Regions from separate parts of the Mus musculus genome. Here region 1 is linked to region 2. Evidence: chromatin contacts called from public Hi-C data. All regions are on one chromosome and are shown on one strand. The core of a region is the stretch at or near the end of the contact, and the rest is flanking DNA. Distances in the headings are between cores, read along the strand shown. Region 1 overlaps Rad51b (RAD51 paralog B). Region 2 overlaps Rad51b (RAD51 paralog B).

Region 1 (2,897 bases), core at 353-2,852, 91 kb before region 2:
GAGGTGGCACAAAAGTGCCCACATTGAGGATCATCAAAAGTGCCTCTGGAGTGCTCTTGGCTGCTAAAGGGAGAGTTTGGATTTCCATAATTCAGTGGACCCAATCTGTGCAAGAATGTGCACTGGAAAGGGCATTGCACCCTGGCTGAGGCAGTGCTAAAGCCTCCATCCTGATGGGATGGAGGCTTTCTAAACTTTATAAGTTGCCAAATCCACTAGCACTACACTGGTGACTTACATGACTTTATTCTTGGATTAAAAAGTCAGCAAACACTAGACAAATCTGGGAATTTAAGCAAAGCAATAAGCCCAATGGGTAATATCAAATATGGAACCATGTCTCATCTCCCCAGAGAGATGAATCATCGGGCTCTTCAGGACAAGCAAAGCACTAGCTGTAGAGAAGAGTTGGGTACTGACTAAACTGCCTAGCCAAGGGACATCATAGCCAAGACTAATTATGTGTGTGCGGGGGTGTGAAAGAGAGAGAGAGAGAGAGAGAGAGAGAGAGAGAGAGAGAGAGTAGTTTCCATTTCACTCCATACAGAGAAGAAAAATACAATAGCCCAGGAGAAGAGGGGGAGGGGGAAGAGGAGAGGGAGGAGGAGGAGGAGGAGGAGGAGGAGGAGGAGGAGGAGGAGGAGGAGGAGGAGGAGGAGGAGCATCAGCCAAAGCAAAGAGATTGTGGCTCTAGCAGCTATTCTCAAAATAAGGCACCAAAGCAAACTGGAATCTATCATCACATTTAAGATACACATTTGCCATGAGGAATTATAGGAAGAGCTGAGCTGTCTCCTGCCAGCTCCTAGGCATCTCTGATGTAGGAAGCAGCACTGTGTGCTTGGAGAGAGCTGAGTGGAAGTGAAAGTAAAGCAAAATTTTAGCTTGATTTTCTCCTTATGCTCAGTTTATTATAGGGAGACTAGAGAGATTTGAAGACCAGTTGTCACTAGCATAAAGGCAATGAGCTATTGAGAAATTTTAATATACTAAAATATAAAAGCCATATCACGTTTATTTATCCTTCAGAAACAAATAAGCATTAATTGGACTGCTATAATAAAATTTTATCTAACTGCAATTCACCAAAATAGTTGATTTTTACATGGCTAAAAAGGTGTTCAGGCCGGGTGGTGGTGGCACACACCTTTAATCCCAGCACTTGGGAGGCAGAGGCAGGCGGATTTCTGAGTTCGAGGCCAGCCTGGTCTACAAACTGAGTTCCAGGACAGCCAGGGCTACACAGAGAAACCCTGTCTCGACCCCCCCCCCAAAAGTTCAGAATACCTAAGTAAGGGTTACCCATTTTTCCAGGTAAAATGAGTATGTGTGCACAAACATGTACATACCATGCATGCATGTACACCTGTGTTATAAAATATTAACTTTAAATATAAAATAGCATGTAGACACATATGCACAAGAAAACATAGAATTTTCTAAAATGCAAAACAATACAAGAGATTATTTCTCAAACTACAGGTATGAGTCTGAGCTAGAAGTTCATGACCTTTCTTGGCTCCTTTGGTCATGTACCATAGGCTACTTCACAGCTTTCATTCTGATGCTGTAGCATAGATAACAATTTAAATATAGAGTCAAGTGTGCTTGTGTGTTTTGGTTCCTTATTCTGCCTTAGCATGGTAATCTTTCAATAAGGAAGTCATCAGAGGGCTAGGGGTGTGTTATGATATCACCATAGATACAATTCAATCTTCTGTAATCACATTAAAGAATTACAAATCAGAAAAATAAACTAATTCAACTAAAAAAATACACATTTGAGCTACAAACCTACTTTATTTACACTTATCTTCCATTTCAAGTCTTCGAAAATAGTTCTCATAAATTTACTGGCCTATATTGTTCATGCAACAACAGAGTGTTTTCCATCTTGGCAGTAGGCATAGCTTTCCTGCAGCTAGATAGCATTCAGATGACTTTTCTCATCTTCCACTTTCAGGAGAAAGTAAAGATTCGAAGGTCGTCTCTTTGATGAGAGACATGCAGGTCACACACCACTACCACCTTACACAGGATCATGTGGAGGCAGCTGCAGCAAAATTTCAACATAGTGGTCCAAACACATTATCTAGCATGGTGAAATATTTTTGTCATCTCTGGCTAGAAACCATTGCTAAATAAAAAATAGAAATAAAACGGTCTGCCTTTACTCTGGCAAGTTACTTAACTTTTTTGAAACTTTGTTACAATATGGGCAAAACATGTATTTTCTGAAAAAAAAAGAAAAAGAAAGAAAGGAAGGAAGGAAGGAAGGAAGGAAGGAAGACAAGAAGAAAATACGTACTTGGCTCAGCTCATAATTAAAGTTAATTATTTTTCAGATTAGTTTTCTGGCTTCCTAATTCATAGAAGCAACTCTACCGTGATGGCTATTCTTGGTTGTCAACTTGACTACATCTGGAATTAACCCTAAGTGGCTGGACATAGCTGTGAGAGACTTTCCTCAATTAAATAATTTAAAACAGGAGGACCCACATTTAATCCAGATCTTTGGAGGTAGGAAAATCCACCTTTATCTAAGTCATACCTTCTGCTGGCCGCCTATACAAAGGACATGGGAAAAGGAAGCTTGTCTCTCTTTGCCTGTTTGTTCTTGCTGCCAAGTCAATTCCTTCACTGGCATTCGAGCCTACTTCTTCAGGATTCTAGCATAAACTAAAAGACCAGCTGAGACATCCAATTTACTTCCTGGACCAAGCAACTACTGGATTCTTGGATCTTCCATTGGTAGATATCCATTATTGGACTAGCTGGACCACAGCCTGTAAGTCATGCTAATAAACCCCCTTTCTCTATCTATACAGATTCACCCCATCAGTTCTCTTACGAGAACCCTGACTAATACATCCATCCAGGTTTAGAAACATTTCATC
Region 2 (2,855 bases), core at 349-2,848:
CACACCACAAAGTAAGGGCCTTGAAGAAGCAGAAGCGTCTAGTTGGTGATTGAAGTACAGTGGTGAAACTTTATTGGCAAGGATATAATACAGTATTACTTGGTCTTTTAATACATGTCTACTTTGGCTTACCTGTCAAGCCCTGGGGAAAAGGTGAGTGATGCTGTTTCCGGGCTGCAGCTGTGCAGGACCAGACGCTTCCGATTAAGGGAACAAGTGAACCGAAAACCTTGATCCAAGACATGTGCTTCAGTCCTAGACCACACATTTCAGCATATGAGGAGGGGAGGGGAAGGAATAGGGATGGAGGGCAAGGTAAATGCCTTCAGATCTAATCCTCAATGAGTCCAGATGTGGTTGGGGATTAGACAAGCTTCTGGGTTAGGAGACTGCAATAGAGAACAGGTCAAACAAAGAATGGTCTGCCCTTGAAGAGTGGGTCCTCAATCAGCGTCTAGCAATAATAAGGAAACCAGGAGGAGGGCAGGAGAGTTTCAGATAGATTGGGGGTTCTGAATAAAGAAAGCACTGAACATGAAGAACGATGGGTGGCTGCTACCAAGAGAAGCCATTTAGGCTGAGTTCTGAGGGGCAGTCCTGAGTTTCCAGGGAATTCATGGTAGAATCCCAGCCAGGAAGATGAACGTAAGGATCCTGGGAGAAACAGGCTTGTGATCATCTCGGTACCCAAAGACCACGGTGCTGCAGGCTAGTGATCAAGGATCAGGGTCAATGAAACGGGTGGGGCAGAGTCAGCACCCTGGCTCCGATGACACTGACTTAGAGTTTGGTTTTAGGATGGTAAGAAACCAGGGATGGGTTTGAAGAGAACACTGGCACTATCTGAGTTATGTTTTAGAATATGTTTGGTCTGAAATATAAAGTCCTGCCCATAAAGGTACAGCTTTTGTGTCCTGTGTAACCTGCTTAAAATATTCATGAGTGTCTAATACTGAGTTTGAGAAAAATAAGAGGCTCCTAAGAGTTGAGAGAACTACAGAGAGCTCGGCGCTGAAGTCCGAGCAGCATAGTAGAGAACGGCCCACAAAGGTCTGATGGGACTGCACCTGCTCCAGATGGATCCTAATCGTGAGGATGGTACAGACAGAATACTGCCCTCTCTCTGGAAGTGCCCAAATAGAATCCAGATCATTCCAGGCCGGGTAATGGCCTAACTCTTTTAACGAGCAAGTACTTAACGCATCTCTACAGAGCAAGGATGGAAACGTGAATATTGCAAAAGTTAAAGATGCAATGGGCCTTTGACGATTGATGTGAAAGTTCTACACAGAAGATAAACCACAAGAAGGAAAATATCAACAGTGACACAAAGCTGCACATGTGCATGCGCATGCACACACACACACACACACACACACACACACACACAGCCCAACCAGGCTCTCCTGATTCCTGGCTCATCACCATCTTAAGTGAATATATGTCCAAAGCCAGTGCTTTAGGATTCTGATAGTGACGGGCTGTTTTTCAGATGCCTGCTGGAATTCTGTAGATCCTGCTATTATTACCCTAAGACAAAGGTTATCTATAAACAGCCACTTGGCAGAATCCACTTCAACAGAGTCAATCTCTTCCAACCACCACCAGTTTCGCTTCCCTGTGGGGAAGCTACAAAATGTACACAGGGGAAGTGAGAATGTCGTGCTGACGGCCAGTTCTTTTTTGAAAATGCACAATCCACACAATGATATCCATGGGTACACAGAGGCAAACGGCAGCAACAGTGTGTGTGTGTATACACAATCTATTACCTCAGTTTTTAAAAGTGAGATCTGAACCTTTTTGTAGGTTTGCCTATAAAATGTCAGAAATACCTCACAGACAAGGAAGATATAAGTGACCTGGTCTCTCTAGCTATTAGGAAATTCTTTCTCTTCTCTTCTCTTCTCTTCTCTTCTCTTCTCTTCTCTTCTCTTCTCTTCTCTTCTCTTCTCTTCTCTTCTCTTCTCTCCTTCCTTTCTTTCTTTCTTTCTTTCTTTCTTTCTTTCTTTCTTTCTTTCTTTCTTTCTTTCTTTCTTTCTTTTTCCCCCAAGGAAAACAAATAGAATTCTATCAGAAGCTTGGTTAGTCCCTCTGCTCCATTCCAATAAAAATGATAGGTAAGTCAATTGTTCAAACAGCAGTGACTTACACATCAGCTGACATACTATAGAGGAGCATCTTAACTGAAAAATTCAGATTTATCCAAAGAAAAATGGAAACCACAAAGCTGACAAGTTCAGTGGGTGCTTGAGCATGACATAAATCATTCGAGTATGACCAGCATGACAGAGTCAGAGCCAGAGCCATTGAGAACATTTTACATTATAGGTTATATCCAAAGTAAAGTAAGTGATCTGTGTTAACTGAGAAACACCAGCCAAGTGAATTGTTCATCTATATTGTCAGCTAGAGGCAGAAGACTGAATTCTGAACCCTTAAGCCAAATATTTCAAAATATAACTTCATCTCCATCCTTGAGGACCAGCCTTCAAGGATCTGTGTGGGCACGATGAGAGGATGGCAGCATCTCACTACAGGACTAAAGTCTGCAAGTACCACTCTTCTAAGTGAAACCAATATTTTCTAAATAGTTACTTGGACTGTACATAACTATTTCTCTTCTATGACTTCTTTGGATTTTTCATGATGGATTTATAAGATAGAAAAATAGATATCATCTCCACAGATGCATGAAAACAGTAAGGCTCAGAAGTTTCTGGAATTGTTCTAGCAGATGTAAGATCTGAATCTCAAATTTTGATGATGTTCAACTCTCATTATTTCGATCTTGTTGACCAAACTATAAATTAAAATGAAACCTTAGCAAAACAGTTGATCCATGTTTGCCCAGG

The links. Hi-C and Micro-C count contacts between places; a contact is called where the count stands out from the background.
Region 1: a Hi-C map of bone marrow-derived macrophages shows a contact between it and region 2, with 43 read pairs. The contact joins two enhancer-like sites. A contact is called at or near these places in 10 of 484 Hi-C or Micro-C datasets (B cells, the G1E-ER4 cell line, beige adipocytes and 7 more), 7 of 115 datasets of contacts at active chromatin or transcription factors (the 230-238 cell line, CD8 T cells, embryonic stem cells and 3 more) and 1 of 9 other capture datasets (adipose tissue).

The regions. Positions count from the first base shown.
Region 1 is chr12:79,723,801-79,726,697 of GRCm38.p6, reverse strand. All of the region lies in intron 8 of Rad51b (RAD51 paralog B), which reads right to left. Among named protein-coding and RNA genes, the nearest start is that of Gm36048, 74 kb to the left of the region's middle. Within about 2 kb of position 1,602, at least 41 of the 459 cell types and tissues checked have an H3K27ac peak or open chromatin away from gene starts, as enhancers often do. A contact at or near this core is called in B cells, adipose tissue, bone marrow-derived macrophages and 1 more, where this site is marked.
Region 2 is chr12:79,632,439-79,635,293 of GRCm38.p6, reverse strand. The region is part of intron 7 of Rad51b (RAD51 paralog B); the gene reads right to left. Among named protein-coding and RNA genes, the nearest start is that of Gm36048, 170 kb to the left of the region's middle. Within about 2 kb of position 1,598, at least 55 of the 459 cell types and tissues checked have an H3K27ac peak or open chromatin away from gene starts, as enhancers often do. A contact at or near this core is called in B cells, adipose tissue, bone marrow-derived macrophages and 1 more, where this site is marked.